Linked DNA regions of Triticum aestivum: region 1 is linked to region 2. The links are chromatin contacts, called in public Hi-C maps. All regions are on one chromosome and are shown on one strand. Each heading gives the region's core, a stretch centred on a gene start, on an enhancer-like site or on the middle of the called end of the contact. The rest is flanking DNA. Distances are from core to core; before and after follow the strand shown.

The links. Hi-C and Micro-C count contacts between places; a contact is called where the count stands out from the background.
Region 1: a Hi-C map of leaf shows a contact between it and region 2, with 4 times the contacts expected there. The contact joins the promoter of LOC123143638 here to the promoter of LOC123143630 in region 2. A contact is called at or near these places in 3 of 5 Hi-C or Micro-C datasets (all in leaf).

What each region holds. Positions count from the first base shown.
Region 1 is chr1B:631,905,367-631,910,845 of IWGSC CS RefSeq v2.1, reverse strand. It overlaps LOC123143638 (peptidyl-tRNA hydrolase, mitochondrial), which reads right to left and starts at 3,890. Exons shown (of 8, transcript XM_044562584.1): 1 at 3,575-3,890; 2 at 3,092-3,176; 3 at 2,286-2,353; 4 at 2,152-2,202; 5 at 2,001-2,074; 6 at 1,837-1,895; 7 at 1,677-1,753; 8 at 1,069-1,470. The coding sequence starts at 3,817. The coding sequence ends at 1,336. LOC123143647 (threonine synthase, chloroplastic) reads right to left here and starts at 213. Exons shown (of 1, transcript XM_044562596.1): 1 at 1-213. The coding sequence starts at 198.
Region 2 is chr1B:631,758,187-631,764,147 of IWGSC CS RefSeq v2.1, reverse strand. LOC123143630 reads left to right here and starts at 2,489. Exons shown (of 4, transcript XM_044562572.1): 1 at 2,489-2,996; 2 at 3,708-3,757; 3 at 3,881-3,933; 4 at 5,086-5,759. The coding sequence starts at 2,524. The coding sequence ends at 5,457.

The DNA of each region.
Region 1 (5,479 bases), core at 2,641-5,140, 150 kb before region 2:
GTCCTCGTCCGCCGCGCGCCGGTGCTTGTTGGTGGCGGCGGGGGCGGGGGCGGGGGCGGGGACGGCGGCGTCGGTGGCGCAGCGGACGCGGCGGTGGGCGGCTGGGCGGAGGCGGAGCTGCGGCGCGGCGGAGCGGGGGCGGGAGAGGAGGAAGGAGAGGGACGGGGAGGGGGAGGGGGCGTGGGTGGTGGCCGCCATGGTGGAGCTGGCGGCGGCGGCGGCGGCGGCGGGGATGCGGGGATTGGGGGCAGTGGGTGGGATGCGGACTGTGGAGGTGGACGAGGGTTTTAGACTGTAGCGGGTGGGGGTTGGTGGGAACTGGAAAGCGGTAGAAACTGCATGGATGGACGGCCCTGATTTAGATTTAGCCGACATCTGACGGGCACCGTCTGTTCAATCAGATCACATCCAGCTGATGATCATTCAGACAAAGCTGTCGATTCTCATGACCAGATTGACAGCAACTACTGAGAAATATGACAGCAGTCCATCAAGCATTTGTAAATCCTCTTTCGATCTACATCAATCTCAAAGCACAGGAATAGAAAAAAAACGAAGCATTCTAACGTTCAGGGCGGTGTTACTTTGTGCCACGCGTACATCATTTGGGCTATTTTATTGAATTCTACAGGATTGAAAAAAAACTAAAAAGAAATCTAAGAATTGGACTAGAAAACGTAGCGTAATCCAATCCTTAGGTTCCTAAGGATTCCGATCGTACGAACCAAACGACGTCATAGGAAAAAATTCCAATGATCCAAATCAAATCCTCTAAAACTCCTACGGTTTTCCTCTGAACCAAAGGAGCCCAAAAAATATCAAATGCAGAAACACAATGTTCAATTTTTATCGACAAAACATCCCAGGTTTTGAAATCAACTGGATAAACATACCACATATGTACATTTCTAGAAAGTACAATAATATCTGTGCCTCAACAGATGCACATAACCTAAGTTTCATTACAGAGTCGTTAAAAATGCCAAAAAGGCGGCAATCAAGCCATGTAAAATAGAGAAACTCAATTTGTTACACAAGGAGATCTGCTTGGAACAAAAGCTGCTGATATAAGCACTAGAACAAATAAATGCTTCACGCTGGAGGCGAAAACGTAGTACAACTGTTACAAGCTTTGGTGTGCGCTCCATTGGACGCCTCTACAAATGAATCTGGAATTCAGGATACATATGCTCAAAATGAATCTGGAATTCAGGATACATATGCTCAAAGGACAAAGGTCCTTTGCGCTTTCTAGTTTCTGCAGCTACCTGAGTGACTCTTAACCTGAACAAACTAATTTACACTTCACAGTGTGCATCGCAGCGCTGTTTACGGTCAGGTTATTTTCATCTCTTCAACGTTTTCAGGTGGCCGTGGAGCTGGAGTGTTCACGAAGGTCGCACTCTTGTTGAATCCTTCCAGCAACATTATCCGCACCGCTTGCAAGCCCCTCAGGAACGTGGAATCAAGCTGCAAAAGATTGGGGTGGAGACAGAAGTTAGTTGATGCTGTGGTTTTTTGTACACATAGACATAGTGCTTCAGCTAGTCACTGAGTGCTTGCTTACAAGAAAAAAAAAGCACAGGATCAGCGCAGAAGCAAATTTCCACGCATATTCTTCAGTTTGGTATATTTTTGTCAAAAATATGTACAATGCAATATGCGGGTAAAAGTACCTCTTCTTGTTCTTCCTTGCTGAATGCACGTAGAACAAAACCGATGGCTCCCATCATTCCAGTTGGCCGTCCAATGCCTGCAAAACATTTGGGGGATTTGTATTTTCAGATTCGTCACCTCAATGACAAAGGAGTTAAAAGAAGCGATCGTTTGACATACCAACTCTTAGCCGTGGGAAATCACGGCTTTGTTTCAGATGGTGAATGACACTTCTCATCCTGAAACATTAATCATATGTTAAGGTAGAACAAAGGGCAAACGATTAAGAACAAATAACAAAGAACCGCGGAACATAGCAGGATGGGAACAGGTTAAATAAATACCCATTGTGCCCACCATGTCCCCCCTTTGGCAGTAGACGTAGTTTTGCAAAGGGTAAGTCTAGATCATCGTAGATCTAAAAGAATCAAACAACAGTTTGTGAATAACTAGGAACATCAAAACATGTATTATGAGCTAGCGGACAATATTTACCAGAACGACTTGGTTAAGTGGTATCTTGAAATATGAAACCAGCTGGCCGACCTGCATAAGGCAGTCCTATTCAGTAAACAGGGCCTGCTGAAAGTAGTGATCTGAAGCTGCATTATTAGAGTTGCTGTACTTACAGACTCACCACTTGCATTCATAAAAGTCTGCGGCTTGGCAAGCATTACAGGGACATCACCAATAAGGCCTATAAATACAAGGCAATATGATCAACAATGCCGTTTCAGGAATTTAAATACTTATCCATGTCCATTGCGAACAAACAATCAAGCATACGAAAAAAAAAACTAAGAACTTGCGTTTTAAGGACATAATTCTTGATTACACAAATATTGGCATGTAGATACTTCTTACAGTACGTTAACCAAAGATATAAGCCTAGTGCATAAAGGTCACGAAGGAATCGTTTTTCTCAAAAATAGAGTGCAACCACAAATGATGGGTTAACAGTTCACACCCATCTATTAGACTATTACAACGTCCTGGAGTTGGATAATACTCAATAGAAACAGCAAGAACATTTGATTTTGCTTTCTTACAGGAAAGTGCGTCAGAGGGACAGAATGATGAATACCAAGTCTTAACCAACAAGCCTTATTTGGTTACTCTTTATGTGAACAATTAGCAAAGTAAAAAAAAGCTGCCGGAAAACACAATTCAAAAACAGAGCTAGACATAATTTGAGCAGGCCAACATTTAGCTTGTTGCAGTGGTCCGTTATAAATTACTCCCTCCGTCCCAAAATAAGTGTCTCGACTTTGTACTAACTTTAGTACAAAGTTGTACTAAGCTTGAGAAACTTATTTTACAAAGTTGTACTAAGGTTGAGACACTTATTTTGGGATGGAGGGAGTATATCTCAAATGTACAACTACTGCATAGCTGCACCTATTGTAAATCAACAAGCTTTATGTGTGGAAATTACCTTTCCCAACCATCGATTTGAATTGCTTAGTGCTGACAGATATCCCCTCAGCTTCTGCAATAGCATCAATCATCTCAAACCCAACCTATATGCAACAACAGAATGATTACCAACAGGATATAATAGTGATATACTGTAATCCAGAGTATAGTTCAACTAATCACATTAATCGGGACAGAACGCAGTTAACTGAAAGCCAAGAGTTTGTAGTATCAAGCAAGCAACCAAAAAGATAACACCTTTACCCTGGCGAGGAGCTTAGCATCAAGCCTAATTAGCCTTTCCAACCACGCAACATCAATGTTTGTAGACGTAGTTAAAATGGCTTCAGAAAATTGTACTAATTTCTAGCAACTACCAGTAGGATTTATGAATTGCATCATGATTAACTTGGACAGTCGACAGGGCTACCAGCTGAAAACGCAGAGTTCCTTCTAAGACAAGCAAAGCGGGATCCAGACAGCTGGAGCGCCGGAATCTTACGTTGTGGCGGGTCCCCTTGTACATCCTGCCGGGGTTCCCGAGCCCGACGAACAGCCACGGCTTCTGGGCCGCGCCGGCGCCAGCGCCGGCGCTGGCAGTGGCCGAGGAAGAGGATGACGAGGAGGCGGTGCCGGTAGTGGGGTCGTTCGCCCCCATGCTTCTACGGCTCGAGCGGGCGAAGGAGATGCGCGGGGAGGTGAGGCGGGAGGACGCGGAGGCGGGGACGCCGGAGAGTAGCCGCATCGCCGCCGTTGTGGTTTCCCCTATAAAACGGACGGGTCCTGGTTGACCCGGGTCCCAATCGAACACGGGATTCCCCTTTGACAAGCTGACCGCTCTGCCTATTGGGTATTGGGCTGGACTTGTGGACCGCTCCACCACCTATTTGGGCTGAAGGTCATATAACTCTTACCACCCGTTTGTCTCAAAAAAAAAAAAAAGCTGAAAGAAAAGAAAAAAAACTCAGGGCTTGTTTGGTTTGTGACTAATTTTGTCACAGCTTATCACACTATGTTTACCCCTCAAAAAAATCATACTATGTTTGTCACACTTGCTTTATGTTAGGTGCTCAAATAGTTAGCCACACATTGGCTTGCCTCGGGAGTCTTGCTACATTTTTTGTCTGTATGACATGTGGGGCTTATTTGTCAAAAAAAAGATTTTTGCTTTAGGTGTGGCTAAAACCAGACAAACACCTAAATTGACAAAACTTGCCTAACTTAACATGTGGCAAAGTGTGGCTAGAAACCAAACAACCCCTCAATGTTACGTTGATCTTAAAATATGTACTCTTAGCCCAAGTGGTTTAGCAAACTGCATGTCTTACAACTGTATTTATTCATGGCACTCGCATGTTCTTGCTATGTCAAGTGTTATGTTGCTCTTCTCTTTTCTTTCAAATACGCGAAGACATTGCTGGGAAGCATTGGGTTCAGGCTTGACAGAGTACTGTTACTACTCTTTGCACAATTTTGACACCGCTCACACAACACACCAACATGGTTTGGATATACACATGTATTTCTCCTTATTTCTAGCAGTAACCGATGATTTCCAAAGTAATAGTCAAGAACATAGCACCCAGAAGGTCTTATACTTTTCTTTGTAATGTAAGGTTTAGAAGCTTAAAATTTGATAACTACTATAGTAAGTTTGCCTACATGCTTCCCATGATGTTTGCAGGGCAGCAAAGAAGCCACAAGTTCAAACCAATATCTAAATGCAAGTTCAAGCCTCTTTGTTCGATACAAAATTTATTTTTATGGTCCTACATTTGCAATGGCAACTTAGTCTTTTATCTTTCATACCATGATTAATACAAGCTATGAACCGTCAAAGATCTTGGTTTTCGGCGAGCCCAAATTTCAGCCTTTAATGGTCCAACAAAGATCTTGTCGCTATTATTATCTGCATTTTAGATGATTACATTTACATATTTGAATGAGTGAATGTGTGAAGATGATGTGTCTACATAGATTTTCTTGATCTTGATCATTTAAAAAATGCACAATTATTTTTGGGTTGATTACCATTTTTAGATTGTAAATGTGTTAATGTACATATTGAGATGTGCATGTTCATTTAGATATATTAAAACTGAGCACTTTTCCTAGCATCTCAGGCCATTAGCATTCTTGACTGTCGGATCTCCAGTTCTAAGCATTTTTGGCCGTCTAATCAAACTCTTGCGCATTACTTCTGGCCACTGGACTGGGCAGCTACTCCCGCAACAAAATTGAAGGCCTGCAGTTAATTGGGCCCTCTTTGATGAAGCCCACTGATCAAGTAATGTGCCCACGTCGTCCTTCTCGCGAGAGAAAACAATCCGAGCCTCGATCCAATCGATCACATGTACGAGAGACCGACGCGGGACAAGCGATGCACGCATTGGCTGATGCAGGTCCA
Region 2 (5,961 bases), core at 1,240-3,739:
AGTTGCCGGGAAACCATCCAAAACGCCAAGGCTTAACCAATGGAGGATTGGTTTAGCTGGCCAAACTATAATCAACGTCGATGCCTCATTTTCTGACCATGATTTCACAGGGTCTTGCCGAATAGTAGTACAGGACTTCACGGGGCAATTCGTCGCGGCCCTTGAGCATGTGCCCGACGTTGTGTCAGCTGAAGCTGCGGCTTTGTTCCAAGGATTAAAGCTAGCTACGATGTGTGTCATAGTGGGGTTTTGAGTTTCGGGAAGGCTAGTATTGAATTTTGTAATAGAAATCTAATGCAGTAGCGTGTGTGCTAGCAGAGTGGGGACGAGTGAACCAAGCTTCCGAATGGTTCGACACGCCCCGAACTTTATTGTAAAAAAAATTAGCGGACGATATAAGTATGATTTAATATTAATAAAGCTAGCCGTGATGGTCTTCTCCTAAAAAATAAAATGGGTACCTGTGACATGGCACAGCTTAGCTGACCAATACTCACTCTAGTCCTTTTACTCAACATATAAGATTTGACTGAAGTCAAATTTCATAAAATCTGGTCATATTTATATAAAAAGGTTTCAATATCTACAGTACTAAAGTTATAAAATTAAATTCATGATGCATCTAATGGTATTGATATCCTATTGTGAATGTTGATATTTTTCTTTATAAAGTTGGTCAACTTTATAAAGTTGACTTCAGACAAATCTTATATGCAGAGTAAAAAGGACTGAAGGGAGTACAAAAAATCATCACCACCATAGTTAGACTTAGGAGTAGGTGCAGGGGCCGTCGGAGGGTATCGCACCACTGCCACAATTAGAAGTAGGTGGAGGGCGTCGGAGGGTATCCAATACCAAGACCTTACAAGTTGATCCAAACACCCTTACAAGTTGATCCAAACACCCGTGTGTGTGCCGGATCCCCACGGCGCAATACTGGAGCAAACATAGTCAACATATGTCATCGGCAAGGCCGCGAGCTCCGCCATAGGGGCATGCTACTGGAGCAAAGCAACCCGTGAGACCAGCGATGAACAGGATCTTGATTGGGAGCTCCGCCACTAGGACACCTAGAACAATTTGGAGGGTGAAAACGCATCTGGTGCTATCGAAGAATAAAAACCTCCCATCGTGCATGGCTTCCCAGTCATTACTAAGTGACCCATAGACGATTTGGGGATCACCGCACGTTGTACCATGGAGTATCCTCAAAATTGATGCACAATTTAGAATGTTGTATTTTTTTTACTAAGACAGTCAATGTAATTCTGCATAAAGAACAATATCAATGCACAAATCATATAAACACTAATGCAATTTAATGGAGTTTGAGTTCTAAACATTCAAGCAATTTTACAAAGAAACGAGCACTGCCGACATGCCAAGGTAAGGTGGATAAGCAGACAGGGAGACATGCACTAGTTGAATAATTCACAATTTAAAATTATCCTAAAAATTGATAGTCTTGCAAACCTCTACAAGTTATTGCTCGATACATGCACACTAAGCATAAACGCAAATTTCAGTCGCAAAAATGCAGAAGCACAAATGCAAATGTGAACTTGAGACCTGACATACCTAAATCGACGAAGCCTACTACACCGAGATCTAAATATGCGGCCTATTTTTCATATTTGCAATATTGACCACGTATTTAAAGTCAACTCACAGTCCACCTCAGCTAAGTTCTAGTTTCATAATGAAACATGGGTACAGACATACAGTGGACTACATGTTGAGTTTGAGAAAGTATCAAAAAAAGTTTGAGAAAGTACAAGAGACCATTTGCAGAAAATGATGACGGTACAAATTAGATAGAAACTTAAATGTGGTGCACCGGCGGGTTGACTTGAATAAAATACAATGTTAGACGTGCCATTATGATCTCTATAAATCTTTAAACCGAATCCAAAACCATACCACTAATCAAATATAATCTTATGGCTTTCATGATTTTTATTCGTATAGATTATACTCCCTCGGTAAAAAAATGTCTTACATTAAGTTACAAAGATTGTATAATCCAGAGCCATATATATATGGCTCTGGATTCTTCTTAATTTTTAAACGAAAAAAATTCAGAGCCATGTATAGAGAGGTCGCCTTTTCAGTATAAAACCAAAGTTACTGATTAGAGGAGGCCTTCCTACAGACACGGTTGTTCTGATCCCGAGCTCATGTGAGCTCAGATGAATAGTAAAAAAAAAATCTGAAAAGTCTGAAAAACATATTGTGCCAAACATTGACAAATGTTTTGATTGACCACCACTAGATGACATTCGTGGAAAACATGGCAAAAGAAAAACAATGCTTCAAAATATTATTTTTGAAATCATAAAAAAAAATTGCCACATCTTCCACGAATCTCATCTAGTGATGAAGCTTTTCACACAATTAAAAAAATTGTCAGTATTTGGCACAAAAACTCATATTTGTAAATTTCTTTTCAATTCTTTTTTATTTTACTGACGTGAGCTCGGAATGAGAACAGCACTTTCGCCTACCACTTTCCATGGGGAGGCCATGTTCTGCATTTCACTGGCCCAGCCCACCACGGATACTCGTCGAACACCAAAGTCCACCACACCCCCACAGGCCACAAGCCCACACGTCCCGATCCCCCCCGAAGCTGGCGGCGGCTGGCTGTGGCACGCGAGCACCACGGCCGGCGGCCATGCCCCAAAGCCCCTGAAGGCCGCCGCCGTCTCCGACGTGCCCTGCACCCACCACGCGATGCTTCCGGCGCTGAGACCTCGCCTCAGCCTCCCCCTCGCCCACCTCTGCCGCCGCCTCTCCTCGTCCTCTTCCGGCGAGGGAGCTCCACCCGCCGCCCCCACGGACGCCGCGACGCTGGCCGCGGCGAAGGCGCGGGAGGCGTATGCGGCGCGCATGGAGGCGTACAAGAAGGTGCAGGAGTTCGACTGGTCCAGCGGCGCTGATTGGAAGACCGCCGCCAACATCCTCTTCACGGTGCCCCCCAAGCGCAAGGAGTTCGGGTGAGCATTATTCGGCAGTAACCATAGCACATAACTAATTTCTAGGGGAGATGAATGAGCCGGGACACGCATTGTTCGGGGAAAGCTGAGGCGAATAGCTCGTATCGTTTCAGGGTTGATATCTGATGTCTGATTTAGGAATCTGTCATTTGAGTTCGGCATGGAACCTTGTTCGTGGAGCACAGATCATGGAAAAATCATGATGCATTTTGTTCTATTTTGTTTGCCTGTAAATCATACCCTTCTGCCAGGAATTACCCACAAACAAGATTTTCTTTTGTGAAAAATCCTACTTCGCTGAATTCAAGCCCTGAGAGGATTTTCTTTTCTCATACTGAGCTAGCAGTTGATTTAAACCCTAGCTATGTGACTCTTATTCTGTTAACGTTCAACAAATCATGCCTGAAATGAAGCTAGGAAAGTTCCTCATGTGTTCTAATAATAAGGTCATGGAAATACAAGTTGCATATTTCCTCAGAATGAGAAGGCGAGACGAAGGTCAATATTAGTACGGGAGGTCATAGTTTTTATCTCCAGTTCTTCCCATGGTGCTAATAAAAAACGTGTGTGAAATCTAGAATGCCTTTACAAAATTGAGGAGCATTCAATCTGCAACATTTTCTTGGAATGCTGGTTTTGAAGATGATTTCCATTACAAACATATTCCAAATGGCGGCCTTTTCTGATTTCTGTCATTCTTTTGTATTTCAGGCTTGACTTCCACCTTGTACAGCTCTTCTTTGTTTGCATGCCCTCATTAGGTTTGTTTCATGATAAACTCCATTCATTTCTGATATGTAGTAATCTTTGGGATGTCAAATGTGAAATTGCGAGTTCTTTTCAGTTTTCTATGTTTACATTGCGGCTTTTGTTTTGGTGTGCAGCTGTCTATTTGGTAGCCCAGTATGCACGAAGTGAGATCAAAAGGATGGAAGCGGTAATATGCTGTGATTCCCTCATACTGTGCAGTTTCCTTTGGAATAAAGGATCTCTGAAAATTTCAAATCTTGTGCAACAGTGGGCATAATTATGACCTATTGATATCTTATTATTTAGCGAACATTATGCTGAACTTGCTTTCATATATCAATGCTACATAACTGATCCTTTGGAGCTACTAGGTGAAAGAGTTTGACTTGTATGACAATTCTCTTAAGCCAAGAACTCTTAGTCATGATCATTCAGCCTTCTAACTGCGCCCTTGGGTTAAGTGTGGCCATGCTGTCAAATTGGTTAAAGCCCTGTGATGAAGTTTTAGCCTAAATGCACGTACAATGGAACCTGTTAGGTCAGTTCAAATTGTTAGTTCATGTGTTGTGGACTTTTCAAACCATCAATGTTATAGTGATCACTCTCTGCCAGATATGTTATTTATGTTCCAAGGCACATGTAGGCTTGTAGCACATTTTTCAGTTACATTTTATTAGGAGATCCTGCAGGTAGATACTCTATTTTGGACTTCTCTTTCTACATTGTGAAGCATGAACACACCAACCTTGTTACTTTACACTAAAAAGAATTGCACTCTACTACTAATGCTATCAGTTACTTACTAGAAACATGTGTGTTCCCTATGGGCTAAAAACGTTATGCTACATGTTTACATATCCGCAATTTCGTAGATTCCGGTGTTTCCACAAATAAGTATTAAGTGATTGGTGAGCAGTCCCTTTTCAATCCCAATTGTTGGTAGCAAATCTGGCTGTTGGTACGATCTCAAGGCAAACAGACCATCGCCATCAATTGGTTTGTTCACAGGAATTATTATGTGTGATACAGCAGATATATACACCTTAAGCAGTTACAGCTTTCTCAAGAATGTCATAGTTTCTGTTCTGAAAGTATACTTTAAATATCGAGTTGTACAAACAGTTGTTAATCTGAAGGTTGCACGTTTGCTCCAAATTCCATATATTTCAAGAGGAAACTATACTTTTATGTGGAACCATCGCAGTGTTCAAGTAAAACTAAAATTTGCATAACTCCAGACATTCCACATGTTATTCTGGCACTTGGTAGATTCTTGTAATGATATGAAAGGTGTATTCAGTAAACATTTACTGATGGAGTTTTATGTTGCTTGTCTCAGGAAGCAGAAGCAAAAAGGAAAAAAATCGAGGAAGTAGAGAAACAGAAACAACTTGAGGTCGACTCTGTTAAGGTGGATGCCGATTCGAAGCTGGCAACAGTTTTAGTCAGGTTAGATACACTGGAGGGTGTCGTTAAGGAAATTGCAGATGACAAAATGAGAAGTTCTGCCCTTACCAAAGAGGAATCTCTGAAGAAAGGTCAGACATCATCTCCTGATAAGGCCTCTGCTCCAAAAAGTGATGCAAGTGATAGTCAGCTAGCGTCAGTCAAGATTAAGGACATCAAGGATGCTACGAATTCTCCGCCAGATGCGACACAGCAGGACACTAAACGGGACAGAGGCAAGACAAATGGTGAGTCAAATAGTTGACATGCTGTTTTGGGGTGCTTGTAGTGATCTTCTGAAATGTGTTGTAGCCATCAGTTCAATTTGCAGTCTGTGGATCAGGCAAAGGGCTAGATCAGGTAGCACCTTTTCTTTTTGAGGGAGAACAGTTAGCATCATTTCTTTTTGAGGGAGTTCAGTTAGCACTTAGAAGTCATGGCTACGTTGATCCATTTGCCGAAAATTGTGGGAGCTTTGCTCCAGGTTGGTGTATATTCGCTCTGTCAACTATAGAGTAAAAACAACTCATAAAGTAACCTAATCCTGAGGCTAAAGTTTTATTTGAATTTCATTTTTCAAAGTTGCAAGTTTCAAACCTAGGAAAATAATTGTATGCATATCCATTTTTCTGGTTGGCCAAAACATGTTTATTGGTTGGTAGGTTGGCGTAGGCCAACCGTCTTGTGGTTCCAGGTTACACTGGATAATCATAACTAGAGTGTAAGATCTGATGTATTACTGTCTGTGGTGGTAACGCAATGTACCTAA